Linked DNA regions of Rattus norvegicus: region 1 is linked to region 2. A link is a contact called in public Hi-C data. All regions are on one chromosome and are shown on one strand. Each heading gives the region's core, a stretch centred on a gene start, on an enhancer-like site or on the middle of the called end of the contact. The rest is flanking DNA. Distances are from core to core; before and after follow the strand shown. Region 1 holds the start of Gabrb2 (gamma-aminobutyric acid type A receptor subunit beta 2). Region 2 holds the start of LOC120095070 (a long non-coding RNA gene).

The links. A called contact is a pair of places that touch in the nucleus more often than the background predicts.
Region 1: a Hi-C map of prefrontal cortex shows a contact between it and region 2, with 5 times the contacts expected there. The contact joins the promoter of Gabrb2 here to the enhancer-like site in region 2. A contact is called at or near these places in 5 of 12 Hi-C or Micro-C datasets (the A7r5 cell line, Schwann cells, frontal cortex and 2 more).

Annotation. Positions count from the first base shown.
Region 1 is chr10:27,436,278-27,441,931 of GRCr8, reverse strand. Gabrb2 (gamma-aminobutyric acid type A receptor subunit beta 2) reads right to left here and starts at 2,139. Exons shown (of 9, transcript NM_012957.2): 1 at 2,063-2,139; 2 at 1,846-1,937; 3 at 824-891. The coding sequence starts at 2,139.
Region 2 is chr10:25,712,626-25,718,406 of GRCr8, reverse strand. The region is part of intron 1 of LOC134480667 (glyceraldehyde-3-phosphate dehydrogenase-like); the gene reads left to right. LOC120095070 (a long non-coding RNA gene) reads right to left here and starts at 5,127. Exons shown (of 3, transcript XR_005490132.2): 1 at 4,826-5,127. Within about 2 kb of position 1,911, at least 11 of the 93 cell types and tissues checked have an H3K27ac peak or open chromatin away from gene starts, as enhancers often do. A contact at or near this core is called in prefrontal cortex, where this site is marked.

The sequences.
Region 1 (5,654 bases), core at 890-3,389, 1.7 Mb before region 2:
ATGTGGCTGTCAATAAATTGAATGTGCTTGGTACCCACGATGATTAGCGTCGTAGGAGCTGTAAGAAAGTACACTTGGTATGAAGCTTGCCTTTTTGGATAGAGACTGGTCAGCTTTTATTTTATCTCACTGGAATAGCAGAGGGGTTTAAAAGAGATGAGAAGTAGTGAGGGGAGGGCAGAGGTGTCAAATATCATCAAGTACAAGGAGGCAATTTCCTAAAGCAACAAGTGGGCATCAACATCCTAGGACTTACTGATTTGTCTCTCTGTGACAGTTTAGTTTGTAAGATAGACTTCCTGGTAAGGTATTTTCTTTTTCTCTTCCTTCCTTCCTTCCTTCCTTCCTTCCTTCCTTCCTTTCTTTCTTTCTTCCTTCCTTCCTTTCTTTCTTCCTTTCTTTCTTTCTTTTTGGTCACATTCACATCCTCCTTTACATGACTGATCCCCAAACCCAGAACTGAAACCTGACAAACTGAGGCATCCAAGAAGGTGTCAGAACCATAGCTTCTGCAGGGGGGAGGAGGGGCCTCCAGCATATTACTGTCTTTACACGTGAATGTGTGAGGTATTTTACTCGCTCTGTATTGGATCCAAATTGGAAAAAGTGCAAAAACAACAACAAAAACAAAAAGCAAACAAACAAAAAAAAAAAACCAGGAGTTGTTCTGTAATTACACATAACATGAATTCCAGGACCATATACCCTCTTCCTGTCCCCACATTATACACATATTCAAGCTTACCCCACCCAACCCCCAGTGGCTGCACAACCCCCTCACAGTCCCCATTGCAGAGACATATCTGTGAGTATTAATACTCACCATATTGACTTCAGAAACCATATCGATGCTGGCGATATCAATGTTCATTCCTACTGCCACAGGGGGACCTGCAAACCAAGATGGTCAGCCATGTGACTTCTCAGAACTTAGTCATTCACACCTGAGTTGTCACTGGAAACTCTAAAGAACCCCCTCCCCCCTCATGCTCATTATATTCCTACATCTTTGCGATAGGAATGTGGGGGATACTCTTCTAGGAATATGCACACATGTGCTGGTCGGACAATGAAGCCAGCTGTGTCTACACATGTTGATGGCTCAGCTTGTGAATCCTACAACTCACAGCAACACAAGAGAGTTTTAGCCGGAGGGATTTGTTTATATTGCCTTGAAGCCCCCTCCTTCTTCTTTTCCCCACCCACTTCTGTGTGTAGGTTTTAACTCTTTGAGTTCCAATAAGAGTCTGAGCAAAATTAAATGGCCACACTAGCATATCTGGGGCTCCAGGGAGAAGTGCCCTTTTTTCCTCTGCTATCTTTATTCTCAATCCCCCAGACCCTCTTCTCCCCTGTACCATTCCCGGTTGAGGGCTGGATAGAATCCCGACGTAAGCCACTTTAAACCACGGCCAGAACTCTTCTAAAGTAGGTGGGCACTGAGAGTCGAGGCCACCTCTCAGCCAACCGCCTGCACATTGTGTCCTCAAAAGTACTCACATTATAAGACAGCCCCGGCCGGGCACACACCGTTAACTAAACTTAAGAGGCTTGTATCTCAAGAAACCTCAGACTGGGGACAAAGATATATCACAGTGAAGGAGAAGGAGAGCTGTTACCAAGTCTGATCACACTCTAAGGGGGTCTCTTGAAAGACCTCTCAAGTGCTGGAGAGAAACAAACTGGCTTAAGTTTGGATCTGTTTCTCAGCAAGGTAAAATAGGGAAACATTCCATACACCACATGCACCCACAACTAAGGGGCGGAAAGAGAGTGCACACAAAGCCCAAAAGACAGCTTAGGCTGGAGCTGGGCTGTTTCTTATTTGCCAAGCAATCCCATTACCTCCGAAATCTGGTCTCAGACGAATGTCATAGCCTTTCAACAGTCTGTCCACCGTCTCTTTAACCAGCGACATATTACTAGGGTCATTGACACTAAAGAAAAAAATGACAATAACCAGGAATGAATAAAGAAGACAGCACGGCATCTTCAACAGCCCTGCTCACAGAGAGGTATGCAGACAGAGCCCTGACAAGTGAGAAAGGAAAGCGACACTTACCTCTGAGCACAGACAGCGGCGATTATTAAGGGAAATGACCAAATCCCAAAGTAGCCCCTTTTCCGGACTCTCCACATCCCTTTAGTTTTTGGTGGGATTGAGGGATTCACTGAAGAGAGGAGATCCAACTTAGTCTGCCCAGTGCAGTAATTCTAATGTGGAGCGCATGCGCACGGCGTACCAAAACATCAAAGGGGCAGCGGCGGCTGCCGGGGACCGAGATTTCCTTGTTTAAAAAAATTAAAGGGGAAAAAGGAAAAGAAGCATATATATGTGTAATATGTACATGTTTGAATAATATTAAACTACTACCCCAGAAATGCATCCAGAGTAAAATCTTCGTTGTTTTCTTTTTTCTTTAAGACAAAAGCAACCAGAGCGTCTGGTAAGTTTCTGTTCTAGGATGTAGTTGCACCTCACGATGTGGTGGGGTTTTAGAGTGTGTGTGTGTGTGTGTGTGTGTGTGTGTGTGTGTGTCCTTAAATATTAAGAAGAAAAATAGGACTAGGTGTAAGGGAGGAAGATTGGTTTTTGAAACCCCACTCCTCCCGGTCTAAGCAGGTTGAAAGGGGCAAGGAGTTGAACTTTTATTTCCTGAAGAATAGCAATCCCCTGCCTGGGACAAGCGGAGGTGGTGGGGGTGGGGTGGGAGCGCTAGGAGTGGGGAGGGGAGCAGTGGGAACTGGAGTCCGAGGAGGAGAAAAAAAAAAACCCAATGGGAGGAGTACTGAGCAGAGGTTGGATTTTGAACGAGGGGGGTGGGGAGTGAACTGTGAATATGAAAGAATCAGAATGGGTTGAGAAGAAAGGGGAAGAATACAGGAATTCAAAGATGCTGGTTTTTCCTGGGAGTCAAGGGGCAAGCTTTTTCTTCACTACTCACAAGTGATTTCTTTCTCTTCCTCCTGCTCACACTTTGTCCCCTGTTCCCTGGGAAGAAAACCTCGGGGTCTTGGTTTCTGGCGCTGTGACGCTCCTGACCCGCTAGTACTGCTATTTATAGCAGGAGGGGGAGGGGGCGAGGGGAACAGTCAGGCAAGCAAAGGCTTCTCTGGGTTTGGGTCTGACTCTGCACTGGGAAATTATAAGTGGTCAGAATGAGGTGTGACTGAGGGACAATGGAGGTGGGGACGTGAGGGACAGAGGGTGACAGGCGTTCCAGCACAGGTGCGGGGCCAAAAGGCACCCAGCGCGAGGGCGGGTGGCGGGGTGGGATGCTCTCCTCTGGCCCCCCACGCCTTGCGGACGCACGCGCACGGCAGGCACACACACGCGCGCGCACACACACACACACACACACACACACACACACACACACACACTCACAGGCACGCACGCACGCGCGCGCGCGAACACACACACACACACACACACACACACACACACACGAGACACACGTGCGATCACAGTCCTTGCCACCCACCACTCCTTACCTCACCAGCAGGAGCTCGCTGCCCACTACTGTGGCCCAACAGAGCTGCACCCCTGCCGCTCCTCTCTGGCCAGCTGAAGATGCACCTCTGTGTCCAAACCCAGTGGCTCACACAAGGCTGGCACAATGAAGGAACCCCGAAACCGTCTGAGCCACCGAACCACCAAACTACACACCACAATTTCCCCTCTTCCCTTCCTAGCCCACGGGAACCCAAGACTGCCCACTTCCCTCCTGCTTCAGGCTCAACACGGACACCAGATCGAGACTCATTTCATAGGAAAAATCATTTCCTCTGCTCGGGGCGCGCGGAGGGATGGGGGGCGGGGCGGGGCAGGGTGGGAGAAAAGAGGATGCCGAGAGCACGCGGACTGGGATGCCCTGGAGTCCTGTTCCCTGTTTTATCTAGGAGACGACAGGAAGGGAGCACCGCAGGTTCTTCAGCTACCAGGCACTCTTTGGTGAAGAGGTGGGAAAGCAGATCTCAACCCTGGGTCCTGGACCGCAGTATTTAACCTAAATCTACTACTGAGCCTTGTCATATACCGAGAGCGCCTACCATATTAAGAAAACCGTGCTTAAAGCAATATTAGCTCGAGGTTGACTCCTTGGTGACCCCATTTTATGGGTTTAGAAACTAGCACATCGAATCTGAGGAACATGTCCAAGGTCATTCCGGTGGAGAAGGATGAAAAGTGATTTGCGCTTTTAAAGCAGTGTTTCTAACCCTTAGACTAGACTACCTCAACTCTTAAGTTTCAGGACCTCAACCTCTGCTAGCTCCTTACCGCCACCCGGGGGACCTCCAAGAGCCCGCTGTGCCTGTGGTATGGAAAAGCTCACAGTTTACACAGGGCTGGTGGTCCAGCAGGTCTCTGGTGAGAGCAGCAAACTGATCCTCCACGGGGTTTGCAGCTAGCTTGGCGCTGCAGGATGCCAGCTGAGGGCTCTTAGTCCCCACAGTGGCCAGGTCCAGCTTCCCCTCTTGACCCACATAGTGAATGACACCCCCACCCCCGCCCTGCGCGCGCGCCCCGGGACATTGAGAGTCATTATTCTGGGGCAACTTAGAGAGGTGACTCCAAGGGAACTTGTGGAGGAGGGATGGTTGCCAGCAGGAATCTGATAGTTTCCCTAGGGTGGAAGACAAACCAGAGGGAAATAGTCTGGGGAAGTTAGCACCAGAAACACAGGGCAGATGTACTATTGCATGACTATCTGCCAGGTGGAAGCTAATACACACACACACACACACACACACACACTGACTGGTGGGGGGCAGAGGGAGATTTGCTGATTTCTCTTCCTTTTCTTGATCTTACAGTAAGACTAATATTCAAGCTAAGTGTAATGAAAAGAGAAAAAAATATGTTTCAGTAAACACAAGGTTCTCAAAGCAGTTAGCCAGTAATTCAATCAAGTCCTAGAAAACTCCTTTCTCTCCAAAAATATCTCCAAACACAGACTTCGTTCCATTAATTACTCCTCCGATCTGTCCATCACCTTCAGGAAGGTTGTCTAGTTTGGCTGAAAGAATGAAGTTCAGTAAACTAAATCACAAAATACCCTCATATCCATTCAACATAATAGTAGTGATCCAATAAATAATTACATACATACATACATACATACATACATACATACATGTGAATAAATACATATTGAAGATCTATTATGAATGGATCTTCTCAAACACCTAGAAGTAACTGCAAGACATTGATGTCTCTAAAATGTGGTCTCCTTGACTTATCTAATCTAGATAAATGTTAATACTGTTTTTGCCATTGGATTAATGTTGAATGATGTAATCACTTGAGTAGCATTTGTCATGCAATTAGCAATCTTTAATGAGTGGGCACAAAAGCAAACAACGTGGCGAGGCAGTCATCTTTAAAGACGGGAAGAACCCAAATCAGATGCAGTTGTTACAAATTTGCCTGAGGAGAATAAAAGAGCTGCCATTTGGAGAAAAATCAAAAAACGCATAGTAAACGATGAGAAAACAAAATGGCAAAAGATGACAGGAGATCCTTTGCCTCTGCATGGTAGGCCTCATGGGCATCTCTTATCAATGACTGTAGGGACTAATATTAAAATACATTTGTTCTACTTATAAGATGCAAGATGGGTATGCCTGAAAGAGATTGTATTTCTGAGACT
Region 2 (5,781 bases), core at 662-3,161:
AAAACAGAGACTGAAGGAACACCCATTCAGAGCCTGCCCCACAGGTGGCCCATACATATAGAGCCACCCAATTAGACAAGATGGATGAAGCAAAGAAGTGCAGACCGACAGGAGCCGGATGTAGATCGCTCCCGAGAGACACAGCCAGAATACAGCAAATACAGAGGCGAATGCCAGCAGCAAACCACTGAACTGAGAATAGGACCCCCGTTGAAGGAATCAGAGAAAGAACTGGAAGAGCTTGAAGGGGCTCGAGACCCCATATGTACAACAATGCCAAGGAACCAGAGCTTCCAGGGACTAAGCCACTACCTAAAGACTATACATGGACTGACCCTGGACTCTGACCTCATAGGTAGCAATGAATATCCTAGTAAGAGCACCAGTGGAAGGGGAAGCCCTGGGTCCTGCTAAGACTGAACCCCCAGTGAACTAGACTGTTGGGGGGAGGGCGGCAATGGGGGGAGGGTTGGGAGGGGAACACCCATAAGGAAGGGGAGGGGGAGGGGGATGCTTGCCCGGATACCGGGAAAGGGAATAACACTCGAAATGTATATAAGAAATACTCAAGTTAATAAAAAAAGAAATAACTTCAGTATTAAATAAGAATATGAGAACACCATGTTTCAAAATACCTTCCAGTTGCTGTTGCCCAAGGAAAGTTTGCCTTACCAGTACCTTCCAATGTCTTAAACTTTTATTCTTCAATTTAACTCATTTTCTTCTTTTATGGACTATATTACTTTTGTCACAGACGAAATATCAGCAAAAACCAGCTTAAGCAATGATATGACTTTATCAGCTCATGAATTTGATCTCCAAAAATTTAAATCATATTCTTAATATCTCTATTTATTTCCCTCTCTTCTCTCTATCTCTCTCCCTCTCCCCCTGTCTGTCTCTCTCTCTCTCTATCTCTCTCTCTCTCTCTCTCTCTCTCTCTCTCTCTCTCTCTCACACACACACACACACACACACACACACACCTCTTCTCTCTCTCCTGTCTGTGTCAGAGCTGTTCCTGTGTTATCTAATCACTTCCTGTCACTTTCACTCAGAGATCTCTGCTTTAAGAACATTGAGCAGACCGAAAAAAAAAAAAAAAAAAGAACATTGAGCAGGGGACAGGGTTTCTGCAAGACTAATCATCCTCATTTAGTGAACCCAGGGGGAAGTGGACGTTTCTTCCCCAAAACCCATTCTTATTATTATGTAAAATCCAAGGCAGGTTTCTGATGAGCTAACCTGCTTACACGCATCTCCTCATTCCAGTCACTGTTACAAGCTACCACGATTTACTTACTGATGGCCCCAGATGTACATTCCCACAACCAGTATCCCCAGCTGAACCTGTAATTAAGAAAGGGCAGCTATGGGCTAGAGAGATGGCTCAGTGGCTGAGAGCACTGTCTACTCTTCCAGAGGTCCTGAGTTCAAATCCCAGCAACCACATTGTGGCTCACAACCATCTGTAATATATGTGATGCCCTCTTCTGGTGTGTCTGAAGACAGCTACAGTATATTTTTATATAGTAAATAAATCTTTTTAAAAAACGGCAGCTCCTATGAAAAGCAGGAACAGTGCTGTAACACAAAAGAGCAATAAATATACTGTTTTTATTGGGGTGGGAAACGAGTCTCCATGACATGGATGTAATAAGTGACCTTGTTTGCAGGGTTATCATGTGAGCAGTGAGCAGTCCCACTTTCAAGGGCTGCATGCCTGTGCCTTCTTCCTTTACCTTGTTTCAGCAAAGCACGAGCTGATGCAAGACATCACAGCCTTTGAGGGGCTAAACGACTCTGATGTCAGAGTCCTGGTCAGGGATTAGCACTAGCAGACATAGCACGGCTCACCCTTTCTGCAGACCTAACACGAGCAGCAAAGGCAGAATGCTCAAGCAAGGACATGTGACTTCTTGAGGATGCAAATAAAAGATGTAGACAAGAACCATGTGGAAAGAGGATAAATTTTCCACTCCTGCACAGCAGATTTTATTTCCAAACATCTCATTTTCTTCCCCAAAACGGCAGTGCAGATTTTGCAAACATGATGGGTTATATAAGTAGGATTATGTACTCTTCGTGCAAACTCCAAAGCCAGCTGTCCATCCGGTTCCACTTCCCAAATAGGAAAAAGGATTACTACCCTGCTCCAACACAATGCTGGACAGATATTGATCAATTTCAAATTAGAATGGAAAATTCTTATTCAACCAGAGTCCTTTCAAAGGCAATGGCATTTTGATTACATGATTGTGGCTTGTTTTATAGAGTCCATCGGTAGATCAGAGGACCACACAATTCATTCAAGGGTGATTAGTTTCTTCCCCCAAATCCAAACGTGAAAGTCTTGTTCCTTTGTTTTTGCGTTTGTTTGTATGAAACAGCAGCTCCGTGGACCCTAAAAATGGATTGTTTTATATCTGTTTGTTTTAAAGCAAGATCCTATGTAGCCCAAGCTGGCCTCACACTTGCTAGGTAGCCAAGCATGACCTTGAGCTGACTGCTCTCCTGATTCTGCCTCCCGGATGCTGAAATTAAATTATGGGCATATACACCAACATACCCAGCTTTGAAATCATAAAACACACACACACACACACACACACACACACACAGAGAGAGAGAGAGAGAGAGAGAGAGAGAGAGAGAGAGAGAGAGAGCTCAGAATGTGTCCTTATCAGGAGATAGGGTCTTTGTGAAGGAAGTCAAATTATAATAAGGACACGAGCACAGCCTCTAATGTGAGTAGTGCACAGAGAGAAAATATGTGAAGATGAAGAACTAGAGCAGTGCGATGCCTCCCCTCCCCCACCACAGAGAAGGAACACTGAAGATGACTAGCAGACGACCAGAAGGCAGTGGGAGCCATGAACTGATTCTCCCTCCCGTCCACAGCAGGGGTCATGCTTGCCAACACCTTGGCCCTGCACATCCAGCTTCCAGAATACCAATACAATAAAGACTCGTTGTGTACTTTGTGGTGCTTTGTTACAGCAACCATAGAAATCCATGTGAGGCAAGAAACATGCGAGAAAGAAAAGAAGGAAGTATTACCCAGGAGACCAACGTGACTCTTTCTTTATGGTATTTTCTCTCAGAACCTATTCTTTCCAGACCAGATAAAAATCATTAAGTGAGAAAATTGCCTTTGTGACACAGATTCAAAACTCATCTGTTTTATTCAGCAAAGCTAGATTGGCTCCTGATATAACATAGGAATTATCCAGGTTAGAACCGTAGCTGTAAACCTTGGCTGTTCATTGTGAAGTACGCACAACCTCGGGTAAACTAGCTCAGGTCATCTTGGGACATGGTGATTTAATTTCTCTGATTAACTATGTTCGTTGATCCAAAAAAACTGGGGACAAAGGCCAGGATTTCCCTCCTCTAACCTACTCCGTTTAGTGACTAGCTTGGTTCTACTAATAGCCTCCTCTATAATCCTTCTTTCAGTGATACCTGGGTCCGTGTGTTTTGCTCTACTCGGGATTGGTATGAGAGTAAAGATAGCGTGGGAAAGGCAAAGGAATCTCACTCAGCCTCTGCGCGACTCCACTTGTCAGGTAACAATCAGGATGCCGCATCTGCCTAGGAGATTATCTAAGGCGCCTCGTCATTGCTGCATCGGCATCCCACCTAGCCAAGGAATGAGATGATAAATCTGTTGTTCCCAATATCTCAGGAGCCACCAGTTTCTCTTAAAGGCTACTTTACTGGTAGAACAGTAGGAGTCCCAGCTACCTGTTCGGTGCTAAATTTGGACGTGAAACTTATTTTCCTTTTCACCAGGAGGTAGCAAGCAAGCAGAATCCACCGAAGTTGGCTGTCAAGATTCCAAGACAGCCTGGGGAATCTCAGATCGCCGATAGTGCGAGCAAACGTAAAAGCAAAACATGGTTAGGAATAGAGCATCGCTCCAGAAAGAAGCACACGGTTTTGGTTTCTGGTATTGTTATCTTTCTTGATTAGAAAAGATGGCTCATTATCAATAGCAGAGACCCACTCAGGAATGCAAAGAACACGGCAAGTGTGCCAGCATGCGCATTGACGATGACAAATGCCAAGCTGTTTTATGTAAGTAGACTTTGAGATACATATGGCTGAGGCAGAAATAACGCTGCAAAGCCTCAAGGAATGTTTTCCATTTCAGCACATCCTTTCTCATTCCAAGCCTGTCCAATCCAACCAGCAGGCATACTCTGCTTCAGGATGGTTTATGCCTGTCTGTGAGCCCTCGGGATTTGGAGCTGGACCTCCCCCTTTCGATTCCGCAACTCTCTTTCCATAAATCGTTCTATGCATTTCAAACTCCCACCCCTGCAACTGAGGGTCCTCTCTACCCTCACTCATTTACCAACTACACAGGCCAAAGTCCTCGTTGTGGTTTCATTCGACCCACCCTGTTTTTTAAAAAATCAGTCATCGATCCCAGATTCCATGTTTTAGTTGGCAGGGGCTGCCTCAGCTGCGGTGTGAAGAGGAAAGAGCGTGAGACTGAAGAGGGAAAGTGCAACACAAGAACAAGCCATTCTCACTAGGAAATGCAAAAAAAAAAAAAAAAAAAAAAAAAAACCACCCGCTGTGCCGTCGCATCTTTCCTGGGCACCGCTGAATTCTATATTCTTTTAATTATTATCACAAACACACAGGCCATTTTAGTCCTATCTTCTTATATTTAGTTATACATGATTAAGTCCGTTTTACCGGCATGGTAGCTGCCTGGCGTTGCTCAGAGCTTTTAAAATGAGGTTAGCAAATTTAACTGAGAAAAAGACAATGCTAACCTGACACATTAGGAAACATTAACGCACGCACTTACAATTCCTTGGCAGGTTGTCTCCAAAGGTGAAGAATAAAGACAGAGTCATTTCCATGAAGCAGCAGATGGAAAAGGTGCTTTTTTCAAGCATGGGTATAGGTCTATCAGGTCAATATTATTAAGATACGTGGACTTCAAATAATGAGACTTAGAACATTCCAGACGCTTCTGGAGAAAATGCAAGATGCTTCAGGAAGGAAAAGGCACCAAAACCAATCTCTTATTTTTGAATTTCTGAGTGTAGATGTTGAGTGTAAGGAACATCCTGTGAACAGGCTGGTGTTAGATTCAATCCTGAAATGTATAGTCTTGAAAGTGAAATTCGAAACCAAAAAAAAAAAAAAAACCCACATGAATTAAAGCACCCATGGTCTATTTTTAAATGTATTTTGGGGTGAGGGTGGGGTCAAACATGGCATTTAGAAAAGCATCCTTCTCCTGGCAGAATGATTATGTGTTTCATGTCGGCAGAAAGACTTCACTTCCAGTGATATTTTTCCAATTGTTATAATAATAATAATAAAAAGTCCCTACTGCTTTCTTTGCAATCCATAATTTTGTGTTTTTAATTTAGATAACTGAAATCTCTCAAAGCAGAAATAAGCTGCATATTCATGAGTCCTGATTTGCTGCAGTCATTGCTAAGGCTGTGAGTCGGTGAAGACTTGAGTACCGAATCCTATTCTCGGGCAATTAGATCAGATGACTAGAAACTGAGGGAACGGGGGAATCTCATTCTCCCTTTCCTCTTTGAAGAATGCTGTTGGTCTATCAGAGGTCAACTTTCCTTGCTCCCAAACAGGGCTGATAATTAGTTGCTTCAACATTGGCAGGAGGGATAAAAGTCTATTTAATATGCTAACTCCAGGACTGTTAACTTTTTGTCCATCAGTCTTTAGTCCTGGACAACCAAGGGACCAAAGGGAAAATGGTATGTTAAAATGAGCTGAGCAGGT